3 separate regions of the Zea mays genome follow, and regions 2 and 3 are each linked to region 1. The links are chromatin contacts, called in public Hi-C maps. All regions are on one chromosome and are shown on one strand. The core of a region is the stretch at or near the end of the contact, and the rest is flanking DNA. Distances in the headings are between cores, read along the strand shown.

Evidence for each region. A called contact is a pair of places that touch in the nucleus more often than the background predicts.
Region 2: a Hi-C map of ear shows a contact between it and region 1, with 2.2 times the contacts expected there. The contact joins the promoter of LOC100276099 here to the promoter of LOC103630308 in region 1. A contact is called at or near these places in 5 of 25 Hi-C or Micro-C datasets (ear, endosperm, leaf and 2 more).
Region 3: a Hi-C map of leaf shows a contact between it and region 1, with 3 times the contacts expected there. The contact joins the promoter of LOC100191675 here to the promoter of LOC103630308 in region 1. A contact is called at or near these places in 3 of 25 Hi-C or Micro-C datasets (leaf and leaf mesophyll).

The regions. Positions count from the first base shown.
Region 1 is chr6:153,965,619-153,969,749 of Zm-B73-REFERENCE-NAM-5.0, reverse strand. It overlaps LOC103630308 (serine/threonine-protein kinase-like protein At3g51990), which reads left to right and starts at 2,125. Exons shown (of 1, transcript XM_008651372.3): 1 at 2,125-4,131. The coding sequence starts at 2,296. The coding sequence ends at 4,125.
Region 2 is chr6:154,178,159-154,182,289 of Zm-B73-REFERENCE-NAM-5.0, reverse strand. It overlaps LOC100276099, which reads left to right and starts at 1,985. Exons shown (of 9, transcript NM_001149972.2): 1 at 1,985-2,097; 2 at 2,226-2,728; 3 at 2,818-2,885; 4 at 2,959-3,160. The coding sequence starts at 2,324.
Region 3 is chr6:153,774,602-153,778,732 of Zm-B73-REFERENCE-NAM-5.0, reverse strand. LOC100191675 (putative cytochrome P450 superfamily protein) reads right to left here and starts at 2,186. Exons shown (of 1, transcript NM_001137104.1): 1 at 332-2,186. The coding sequence starts at 2,111. The coding sequence ends at 552.

The DNA.
Region 1 (4,131 bases), core at 876-3,375:
CTAGCCTAGCGCGTGCGTTAATTGGCGATGCTTCAACAGCTCACCACCATCTCCCAGGTGAAGCCAGTATGGACAGCCAAAATACTCTCGTCTTCACTGTACCGCACTGGTCTTTCAATTTAAAAAAACACTCCCAGTCCTCTGGTGTCTTTTTCCCCTTCCATTTTTCTTTTTTTTTTTTTGGCTCTAAGTGGTGCAACTGTGCAAGGCCGGCCGCGCGCGCGCACTACAGAGTACAGACATATCTCTTGTCGTCAAGTTAGCTCATATACTACTAGATATAAATCGATGTGGAGCTCGGATGCCAAGTGGTGCTCTGAATAGGGATCAGTGATCAGGTCATTACGGACAACGGATTAAGATGTTTCGTTAGCTGCCAAACTTGTTACAGTCTTACCTAACTTTTTTTTTCTTGATTCCTCTCATTAATGGACAATCAGGGCACTTGACGCAGCCGGCTTGCAGCTGCAGATCATGGTGCTTCCAACGGCTGCCGTCTCACGGTCACGGAGGCAGTACAAGAAGATGACCAAAACGCTGGCCATAATTCATTGCTAACGTAAAAGGTTGACTAGATCGGCGGCCAAACACCCCGTTCAGCAGGGTGTTTTGGTCTCCGTGTGATCGTAATATGAAAACTACCCACAGACAGAGTACTACTATATTGTCTGATGAGCGAGCTGTAGAATTCGCAACGGTTTTGACCAGCTCAGTGCGGAAACGTACTGTTCTTTATATAATCTCCTACGCTCTTGCTCACAGCAGCATGGAAGCCTTGGATTTCTCAACAGAAGCTGCAGGCCGCGTTGCTTAATTGTTTTTTTTCTCTATTTCAAGGTAAGGACGTCAGCCACTTTAGAAAACTTGCATCATCTGATGCTGATCTCAATGTCATCATCTGTTCTTCTGCAGCCAAATTCAGTACAATGGTTTTTTTTTAATGGCAAGAAGATACTAATGATAAAGGATTCGCAGATCAGATTAGCTGTACAGAGAGATTCCTCTGGCAATCACTTCCCCACTCACAACAAGACACTATGGGTGTTGGCATTGGCCTGAAACAACCTGAACTTTATTTCTTCTGTTCTGATTAGTACTAGCTACCTGGCGGAATATATATTTCTTGGGAGATTAATATCTGGATTGCTCCGCCAGTCGTCCCTGCCGTATGCGTCCCGGCACTGAGATCACGATCGGATTCACAACAAAAATACTACTAGCGTCTACTCCTACAAGACAAGACAAAACAGTTAGGACCTGTTTAGAAATACAATTTTGAAATACTGTAGTTTTGACATACCATAATTTACTTGTACATGACATAAATACTACAGTATTGCTTTACCACAGTAAAACTACAGTATTGCTCAAAACCGAGATCTGTTTGGTTATATTGGAAAAACAAAGTATATGCAGAGAGAAGAGAAGAAAACCGAGGTCCTGAGTGGAGTTTCGAAAACTCCAAAAATACTACAGTTTTGGGTGAACCATAATATTTAAAACTGAGTTTTGACTATATAAACCAAACACCTTTTGAGCTTTAATACTATAGTATCATCAAATATCACAGTAATATTACAATTCCAAACAAGGCCTTAAAATTGCATTGCTGCATTGACGTCCTCCGTGGACACGAAAAGGGCTCTAATTTGTTGGGTGGATAAAAATCCGGTCGCCGTCCCGCTTCCAAACCACGCAAAAACCCCACTCCATGGGGCAGGCAGGACCCCGCACCAAACGACCACCGGAAAAAGGAAAAAAAACACTCATTTTAGACTAAAAATACACTCATTTTCAACTATAATTCATTTCAGACTAAAAATACACTCATTCTAGACTCTGCGCTAGCGCTCAAGACCGAGGCCGCAGCTGTGGTCGTGAAGAGAGAAGAAGATTAGAGTAAATCAGTACTGCCCTACGATAAGGACGGAAGGTAGAAAGAAGTCAATAAGGATATTTTTATTTTCTCAAACTAGCCCTGTAAATACGAATGCAGATAATGGTATAGATCAAATATTTTGATTGAATAATGGTCTCACTATAATACTCGATTTTCGTGTAATGACATACATCTGGAAAAAAAAAGCAGCCAGCTGAGAGGCCGAGAGGCACATCCCTTCCCAGTTCCCACTTCCCACTTCCCACGGCCCGCGCTGCCTATTCGGATCCCCTTTCTCTCTTTCGGTCTTCCCCCTTCCCCCCACTTTCTCCGACCCACCCGGCCGCGGCAGCGACGGTTCTCGCCTCTCGGTCTCGGGTCAGCCCCTGCTGCGACCTAAACTCTAGCGGTGCCAAATGGGCTACCTCTCCTGCCGCGCGGACTCGTCCGTGGCGACGTGCCGCTCCATCACGGCCATCTCGCCGCTCCCACTCTCGCGCCGCTCGGGGTCGGGGTCGGGGGGCGGCTCGTCCAGGCCCCCGCTGCCGCCGGCGCAGGCGGCCATCGAGCGCTTCGACTACGCGGAGCTGGAGGCGGCCACGTCCCACTTCGCGGACGCGGCGCTGCTGGGCCGGGGCAGCCACGGGGCCGTCTACAAGGCCGTGCTCCCCTCGGGCCGCGCCGTCGCCGTCAAGCGCCCCTCCCCGCGCCGCCCCGAGGTGGACAACGAGATCCGCATCCTCTCCTCCGTCCGGGGCCCGCGGCTCGTCAACCTCCTCGGCTTCTCTGACCCCGGCCCCGCCCCGCGCCTGCTCGTCGTCGAGTACATGCCCAACGGCACGCTCTACGACCTGCTCCACTCCAACCCGCGCCCGCCGGGCTGGCCGCGCCGCCTGCGCCTCGCGCTCCAGACGGCCAGGGCCCTGCGCGCGCTCCACGACGCCGACCCGCCCGTCATCCACCGCGACGTCAAGTCCGCCAACGTCCTGCTCGACGCCAACCTCGGCGCGCGCCTCGGCGACTTCGGCCTCGCCCTCCGCGTGCCCAAGGCCACCGCCGGCGCCAATGCCGCCGCCGCCGCCGCCCCCACGCCGCCGCCCGCCGGCACGCTCGGCTACCTCGACCCGGCCTACGTCACGCCCGAGAGCCTCAGCACCAAGACAGACGTCTTCAGCTTCGGGATCCTGCTGCTCGAGATCATGAGCGGCCGCAAGGCCATCGACGTCCAGCACTCGCCGCCGTCCGTCGTCGAGTGGGCCGTCCCGCTCTTACGGAAAGGCAAGGTCGCCTCGCTGTTCGACCCGCGTGTGGCGCCGCCACGAGACCCGGTCACCCGCAAGGACCTTGCCGCGCTGGCCGCCAGCTGTGTGCGCTCCTGCAGGGAGCGGCGCCCGTCCATGGCCGACATCGTCCAGCGTCTCGTGCTTCTCAGCAAAGCCGTGTCGGCCAAGGTGTGGAACGGGCTCGCCGACGGGCTTGCCGTGGTAGGGAACCCTTGTGCGGTTGTTGATGTTCAGAAGACCATCTCCAAGCGAGGTGCTGCCAGCCGCAGGGCTGAATCAGAGAGGGAGTCGACTTCAGCATTGGTGTTTGACGACGATGAAAAGGAGGATGTAGATGCAGAGGCCTTGGAGGAAGATCAGGTGCCATCCAACAAGTCACCACCCCGACCACTGAAGAACGGGATAGTGTTTTCCGAGGCAGGGGCTCGGGAGAGGAGAAATCTCTTGGACCTGATGGCTCGGATCGATGGTGTTGCCGGCCAAAGATTCGGCATTACCAGAGCAAGAACAGTGCGTGCTAATGGTGAGCTCATCGAAAAGGATGCAGTGTTGCTCCTAAGGAGGAACCAGACGGTAAGAGTTGTTGGATCAGAGGCACTGCCGAAGTCTGGAAGGATTTCTCGCTATGATGTGAAGATCAAACACAAAGCAGGGGAAGAGCAAGAGGAGACAGGGAAAGCCCAAGACAAAGTAGAGAAAATCCAAGTTAATGCAAGCGGGATTCAAGAAAGTTCCAAGGAAATATTAGGCAAGACAGATAAATTGTTGGATGCACTGGAGCCAAACCTTGACAAAGAAGAGAAGGTTCAAGAAAAGGAAGAGCAACACCTCGATGAAGTGGATAATGTTCAAGAGAATGAAGGCAAAGTCCAATGCCCGGCAGAGAAAATCCAGGAAGGTGGAGAAGTCCAATGCCCCCGGCAGAGAAAATCCAGGAAAGTCGAGGATTCTGAGACAAAGTAGAAAAGT
Region 2 (4,131 bases), core at 736-3,235, 210 kb before region 1:
GTACTCACCCTTGCTCTACACACCAAACCCCTCCATCTCCAGGTTGTCAGTATTGCAACCCCTGCTCAGGAGAGGATGAAGCTGTGGAGGGAGACCACCAGGAGTTCCAAGATTACGATGAGTTCTAGGTGTGGGTTAGCGGCAACCCCCAGTCAACTGCCTGTAAAGGCCGCGTGTATCTACGTTTATTTTCCGCACTTCGATTATTGTAAAGACTATATAGATGTCTCAGACATATGATGTAATCGACTATTATGCCCTTTTTATGTTATTATTTGAGCACTGTGTGATGATGTCCAGTTATGTAACTGTTGTGTACGTGAATTGCTGATCCTGGCACGTACATGGTTCGCATTCGGTTTGCCTTCTAAAACCAGGTGTGACACTTATTTCCTTACGTATTAGATCTAGTAGTAGTTCTAGCCATAGTTGTAGCTCCCAACCTTAATCTTTACCTTGCTTCGGCTCTATGTTGTCTCTGATACGCTTTAGGGGGCCTACGACCCCCAAAACACCCACAAGATCCTTCCTTTCCGATAGGGTCTCTGCCGAGAGGCGGGATCTAGGTTCTTCCTAGAGCTCTCTGTGCCATCGCGGACAATCTACCACCTTCATACGGATGGTATGTTGACCTACCGTGGAATTCGACGACCTACCGCAAACAGTTCAACAACTCGTAGAGAAGTGAGATAGAAAGCCTGCTAGAGACAGCCTTAGAAAAATTTAAGCAACCTTAAATTTAACTAGACTAGTCAAATGCCTATATATTGTTGTGGTTTTATATATCACATGGATAAACTTTGTTTTAATAAAATACAAAAATATGTGTTTAGTTGGTTAGGGGATGTGAATGTGGAGCCAACAACTAAGATTTAAACATTCACTTGCGCACAATTTTAATTTCTATGTTACTTTTAGATAAAGCGAGAAGAAGAAAGGTGACACACAGAGACTGTGAAATTGTGGAGCCAACAACTAAGATTTAAACCTTCACTTGTACATAATTTTAATTTCTACGTTTTTTGGATAAAGTGGAAAGGAGAAGGTTGACATGCAAGATTGTGGAATGCTGGAACCATATACATTGATGCTTTATATAGTATAAATTTATAGAAAATACTATTATGCTCCGTTTGTTTTGTTAGAATTGAATTCCATTTTAATAATTATAATTTAGACAAAACTAATTAAGTTCATATATTTATATATGTAATATATTTGTATATTATCCTAAATCATATGAGAGATAGTTATATACTACATTTATGTTATAACGAAGCAAGTAGAAGAGTATGTTATAGGTTGTGCATCGGAAAAATAGCATGTAAATCTATAGAATCAATTTCTATCTCTTACCTCATGAATTTGAGATAGGCTTATATGATAATTGTGAAAAGTGGTGGAATGTCACATTCTAAAAAATATATTATTTTATTAGTGGGATTCCAATTCCTCAAAATGAAAGGAAACAAACGAGACCTTATTTAAATATATAAATCAAATTACTATCTTTGGTACAATTAATCTAATAATATCTATTTGATGTTATAAGTATAATTTCTATATATTTGCCAAAGTTTATGGATGCTTGATCTATTGAAGCGTGGCATTTATTTTGGGTCCGAGAGACTATTTTAAGCTGAGTCGCAGGTGATATTTATTTAGATCATCTATAACAACAACAAGGATGCCTAAAAAATAAAATACCCCATAATTTAAAATGTTTAATCCACTAAAAATAAATTGAGCTTTGGTAGTTAGCCCTAAATCATGTATTTTAAGAAATAAATTATATTATTAGGAAAGAAAGGTTAAAGATGATATAAAAAAGAAGGATATGAGGTGTAGTATAAATTTTCACTACATTGTGTCTCATATGCCTTCTTTAATAAAAACTATAAAATAAGAATTGTTTAAGCTGTTTTTTATGAGTCTAGAGATTTGTTGTAGGACGAAACGAGTTCTTTGTCCTGGGCCTTTGTCACTCTTCTCTGTGTAACGACTTCCTCCCTTTCCTGCCGCACCACGCAATCACCGGGGCGGAGGCGGCTGCCGGCGAGCACTTGGGCGTCTCCGGCCACCGCCTGCCTCGTTGTGGTTAGTTTCCCTCACCTTCCCCTTACCTCACTGCCATATTCCTTCTCCCGATCCGTCAGTTTCGCCAGCTGAAGACGATCCCAATCTCAGATCCAACTAGGAACTCACCCAGCGCTATCTCCCGGCAGGCTCCCCGTTGACTCCCGCGATTTGTTACCCGCTGGCGCTGCCGCACACAGCTCAAAAGGAGTAGCAGCGCCCCTGGTTGCCGGTTGGAGCGTCAAGGATGAGCGGGAGGAAGAATGCGGGCAAGGTTTCCCCCTGGTTGCTCGTCCTCATCTGTTTAGGGTGCTTCTTTGTGACCTACAACCTCCTGACGATGCCCAGCCGGGGACGGGATGGGCCGCGCAAGTTCCTCGGCGGCGGCGGGGATCGCCACTCAACTGCCTCGTTGGGGTCAGGCTCTGATTCGGACCCCGCGAAGCGGTTCCACGTCGCGCTTACGGCGACGGACGCACTGTACAGTCAGTGGCAGTCGCGGATAATGCACTACTGGTATAAGGAGATGAGGGACCGACCTGGTTCCGACATGGGTGGCTTCACTAGGATCCTTCACTCGGGCAAGCCTGATGGATTGATGGATGAGATACCCACCATGGTGGTTGATCCCCTTCCTGAAGGCAAGGATCAGGTGAGGTTTTGGTTGGTCCTTTTGTGGTGTTTGTTTCCAGTTTATGATGGTACCACCTTGTGCTCTTGCTGATATGATGATTTATCCAGGGATATATTGTCTTAAATAGGCCTTGGGCTTTTGTCCAGTGGATCCAGAAAGCAAAGATCGTAGAAGAGTAAGTATATTTCCTTTTTTTTTGTCATTATGGTTGAAGGATTTGTATGTTCTCATAATGGAAATGTTTGCAGGTATATATTAATGGCAGAGCCAGATCATGTCTTTGTGAAGCCTTTGCCAAACTTATCTCATGGTGATGAGCCAGCGGCATTTCCGTTTTTCTACATCAAACCGACTGAGAATGAGAAGATATTGAGGAAGTTTTTCCCAGAAGAAAAAGGGCCTATTTCAAATATTGATCCTATTGGCAACTCTCCGGTTATAATCAAGAAGGTATCTAATTACAATAGAACATCGATCTAGTTATGGTTGTTGCCAAAATAGCATATGTGTCCATGACACTGTTCTTGGTTTATATTATTTTATTCGTAAAAAACTCGATCTGTGGGGGTATGACAACCCCTCTTACATTATATATCAAGAAGAACTCACGCAGGTCAAGAAAACTCTAGAACCATTGCTTTTTTTCGAAAAACGCAGGAGAACTGCGCCTCATTATATTAAGAAGGAAAAACAGGGTCTAAGGAGACCAGGTACAATAAGACAGACTTCCTTACGGAGGCCGAAAAACCAGAAAACCAAAATAATCCATCTGAGACAGCAAACTACTACTGATGTAAACGCCCTCCGAGGCTAAACCTCAAGAAGGGGGGTAGACAGATAGGAAAGACCTTTAGCCCCAGCCATTTCCCACATCCATCTTTCCTCCAGAGCCATCCTAATGGCTAAAGACACATTAGGAATCCAGTTATCAAAGACACATCTATTGCGGTGGTTCCAAATAATGTAGGCCCCCAAAGCAATCAGAGAATTAAGCCCCTTTCTAACCAGACCTCTGACCGAAGAAGAGGCTTCTTCCCACCAGCTCATGAAGGAGGACAAACCAAGTTGAGGGGCGAGCCTTTGAAGGTCGAAAGTCCTCAGCAGCTGAAACCAGAAAATCCTTGAGAAAACACAGGAGACCAGAAGATGGTCTAAGGTTTCCTCCTCTTGATCACACAAAGGGCATTTTGGAGGGTGATCAAGCCCTCTTTTAGTTAATCTGTCTGCGGTCCAGCACCTGTTATGCGCAACGAGCCAAAGAAAAAATCTGCATTTAGGCGGGGCCCAGGTCTTCGACACCCTGGGATAGTGGCTGAAATAGGTAGATCCCATGAAGAACCCTTCGTAAGCCACTTTTGCTGAATAGATACCGTCTGGGGCAATACTGAAAACATGTTTGTCTTCAATAGAAGGCTGCAACA
Region 3 (4,131 bases), core at 937-3,436, 190 kb after region 1:
TATGTCTAATCAGTACGCATCATCTGATTTGGCTTTTTACTTTAGTTCTTCTAATTTGGTCATGATTTATATTCGGAATTTAATCTGGAATTTGTCTAATTATTCAACAGACTCTAGATGCTCTTATGAACTTCCAGAAAATTTGCAAAAATGAAAGAACAAGTCCTTCGCTTATTATGATGAGTTGCATGAGATTTACAATGGTATGAGCAAGCACATATTTGTCTCTTCAATTTTATTTAATCATATGCTCTACTTATTGGTAAAATAGTTTATTTCTTTATACTCGATAGGTAAAATTGCTGAAGGGAAACACTGTAGAAGATGTTCGTGTAGTAGTGAGTGTAGATGATTGCGGACAGATGAGTACAAGTGTACAACCTAGCCCAACCATTCCTAAAATACTCCACTACTCCTAGTACGTCCAAAGTCTTTTCACAGAGCTGTAGCGGTGCGAAGACTTTTATGTGGTGTGATGACTTTTAGGAGGTCTTTCCAAGCAATTTACGTGTCAAGGAAGAACAGCCGCCATAGCCCATAGTCTGTAACGACTAGTCTTCCCGACTGCAGAGCCGCACCAACAGCCCTCCTTTCATCTTCATCGTTGCCGTCATCTCGTACGCCGGCGGCGCCTCCATGTTAGCCACCGGCGCCACCACGTCCAACCTAAACCTCCGGAGCACGGCCGCGGCGACCGTCTTCATCTGCACGTACGCCATCTCCTTCCCGAGGCACACCCGCGGCCCAGCGTGGAACACCGGGAACCGCGCGGCGTCGACCGGCACGAACTCGCCGCCCTCGCCTAGCCACCGCTCCGGCACGAACTCCAAGCAGTCCTTGCCCCACAGCTTCTCCATCCGGCCCATCGCGTACGCCGAGTAGTTGGCGTACCAACCGGCTCGCAGAGCCGCGCCGCTCGGCAGCACGTCGTCGCGCACCGCGACCCGCCCGTTGAACGGCACCGGCGGGTACAGCCGCATCGCCTCGGTGATCGCGGCGTGCAGGTAGTGCATCCCCTTCACGTCGCCGCCGTCACCGCAGCACGACGCGGCCTCCTCGTGGGCGCGCCGCTCGCACCGCGGGTTGGCGGCGAGGAGCCAGAAGAACCAGGTCAGCGCCGACGACGTCGTGTCCTTCCCGGCGAGTACGAAGGTGACGACCACGTCCCGCAGGAACCGGAGCTTGGCCGCTGGCGTGGGGAACATGGCGCCGAGCTCGCTGTCGCTGCCGCCGCCGTCGTCCATGGCCGCCATGAACCGCGACAGCAGGTCCGCGGCCCCGTCGTCGAGGCTGTTCCTCCGACGCGCCACCTTGGATTCGACGACGGACATGGCGTAGTCGTCGATGGCATGGACGGCCTCTCGGAGCCGGCGCGACTTGCCAACGTCGAGCAGCTTGGTGAGCCGCCGCACGAACGTGGCCGGCGTGAGCGCGCGCCGGAAGGAGATCTCGACGGCCGCGTCGAACGCCGCGAAGAGCGCATCCTGCCTCCTGGCGTCGTCGTCCAGGCCCTCCACGCCGAACGCGACGTGGCAGATGGTGCGGAACCCGAACCGGCGCAGCGCGTCCTGCAGGTCCACGGCCCCGCCGTCCCTGGCTGCGGCGTCCAGGAGCGGCAGGAAGCGGCGGCGCAGGTGCACGTCGAGGACGCCGTCGGTGAACCGGCGGAGCGAGCGGGACGAGAAGGCGTGCGACGCCAGCTTCCGCTGGAGGCTCCAGAGGCGGCCGTCGGCGGCGAAGAGCCCGTCGCCGATGAGATCCGCGGTGGCGTCGCGGAAGAGCGCGCCCTTGGCGTACTTGTCGAAGCTGGAGCGCAGGAGGTGGTCGACGTCGGCCGGGCTGGCGGTGGTGACGGCGTGGCCCGCGCCCAAGGGCCCCCACGCCTCGATGGCACCGGACGGCGCGGCGCGGAGCATGTCCGCGTACCAGTCGAAGAAGCGGCGGCGGTTGCGGATGAAGTGGAGGGTGTTGCCCAGGACCGGGCTGGGGTGCGGGCAGTGGGCCGTCGTTGTTCGTGGCCGCTTGACTGGAGGAGGCCCGCGGCGCCGGAGACGGAGGAGGAGGATGGGCAAGAGGAAGACGAGCACGTAGGCAAGGTGGATTGCTTCCATGATTGACGCACAGCAGTACAGCACAGTGGACCTCAATCTGCTTCGATCGGGGAACTCTGTCGCACTGCTCTACAATATTCTTCCGTCTCCGGAAGATGGGCACGTAGACGGTGCTGTCAAACCGATGGATGCTTCTTGATGAGGTTCAAAAAGCCAAAAGCACCGGCTAGGGAAATCGCATTCATCTAGAACAAAATAATGACAGCTGCTGGGGCGCACGCTGTTGTATGCTTGACTTTGAACAGCCTGGGCGTGGAATCATCACAGACAACAAGCTGATGGGTGCGCGGGTTAATTTTCAGCAGCATCCACATCTTTTAGTTTTAATCTCCACGTATAAAACAATGTTTTGTACGATTATACACATGCCTACAATGTTTTGCACGATCATACATATACCCGTTGGACATTGCGGACGGCTACGTATTAAATCATGATTAATCATATTCGATTTAGTGTTTTTGTTGTCCTCTATATTTTGCAAACAACACTTTCCACCATTACCCATTGGTATTTTTATTCTGCTCTGTACATGAAAATGTAAGTACAGTAGATTGTTGGATCTAAAATCAGTGGCGAATCTAGCCGAAAATATGATCGGGATCATCAAGAGCAGCTTTGCTATATCATACAATTTTTTATGAACTTTAACAGTATTTTGCTAAAGGATTTATAAAATTTATCGGGGTCGGCTGACCCCGATAAACCCCCCTAGATTCGCCCCTGTCTAAAATACAATGTCACGATTTAATATATGTTATCATATACACCAAAATTCCATATGCACATGAAATATTTCCTAGTTGCGGAGGGTGAAGAGAAGCGCCCTGCTGCAATAGGCTTGGCAAGCCCGGCCCACTGCCTGTCAAAAGAGGAGTGAGCAGAAGATGTAAAAAAAAAACTACGCCACACCCACAATAGGCAGAAGCGCGTAGGCCGACAAAGACGAGACGGTGGCACAACCGAATGGAGATCATCTCCAAAGTCCAAAGTTAATGGTCCAGAAACTCCATTGAGAAGGGAGAGTTGAGCTGGCGAAATCGGTCGTAGACACACACCATAAATGATTTGATTGGATTACTTATTCGCCACGATTTTCTTAGACCTTTCTTGTACCCTGTTTAGACGTACATATTTTTTAATTATTTCTATGTTTAGCGTAGGAGCGGGGGCCTCCCGGTCTGAGTGTGGGAGGTGCACATGTGGCCGTTGATCGGCGGATGATAGACTGATATTAGAACGCGTGTAATGTTTCGGCCGGATTAATCTGGTCGGTTCGTCCGATCCTGCGTCTAGTATTCAATCTCAAGTATTTTAAATCGTACCCGTCGGTCGACGATCCGAGAGCCACAAATGCGTAACGATTCACTTTAAGTTAGATCTAACCATAGTGTCCGGTTTTAGATCAAACAGTCCAGAGCAAAGCATATCCCTTCGGCCATGTTTTTTTTTTTGCTAAAGAGACCTCCACTTTTCTCTATATTGACTCGCCATCCACATGTGTGGTAAAGATATCATAAATGAGTACTGGAATTTACAAAATAGATCCTGATATCTTCGTCCAACAGTGATTAAATAATTGAAAAATGAATATAGAATTTGATTTCCAGTGTAAAATAAATATAGAAATCTTAGAAAATCTATATCTTCTCCATTTTAACTCATAATTTAGTGGCTCTCGAACCCACGGTCTCGTAGCGTCGCGTAGAATATTCTTAAGCAGTTTGATTCCATGTTTGGTGTAATGTTATTTTTTATCCATTACATGTCTATCTATATGTGTTGTTGCGAGTATAAGCTAGGTCTTGAGGTACTGGAAGACCAAATTGGACAAGTACGGAGTTGCACCAAAAAAGGCAAGTTGTGGCCTTGATCACCTTTCTTTACCTAATAATGTTCTCTATAATCACGGTGACATGCTCAGGTTAACTTGATGGGACCTAATATGTTACTCTAGTTTCGTTTACCCCACACCTTGCATACAAATGAACTATTGGGTAGTTTGGCTATGCTATACCTG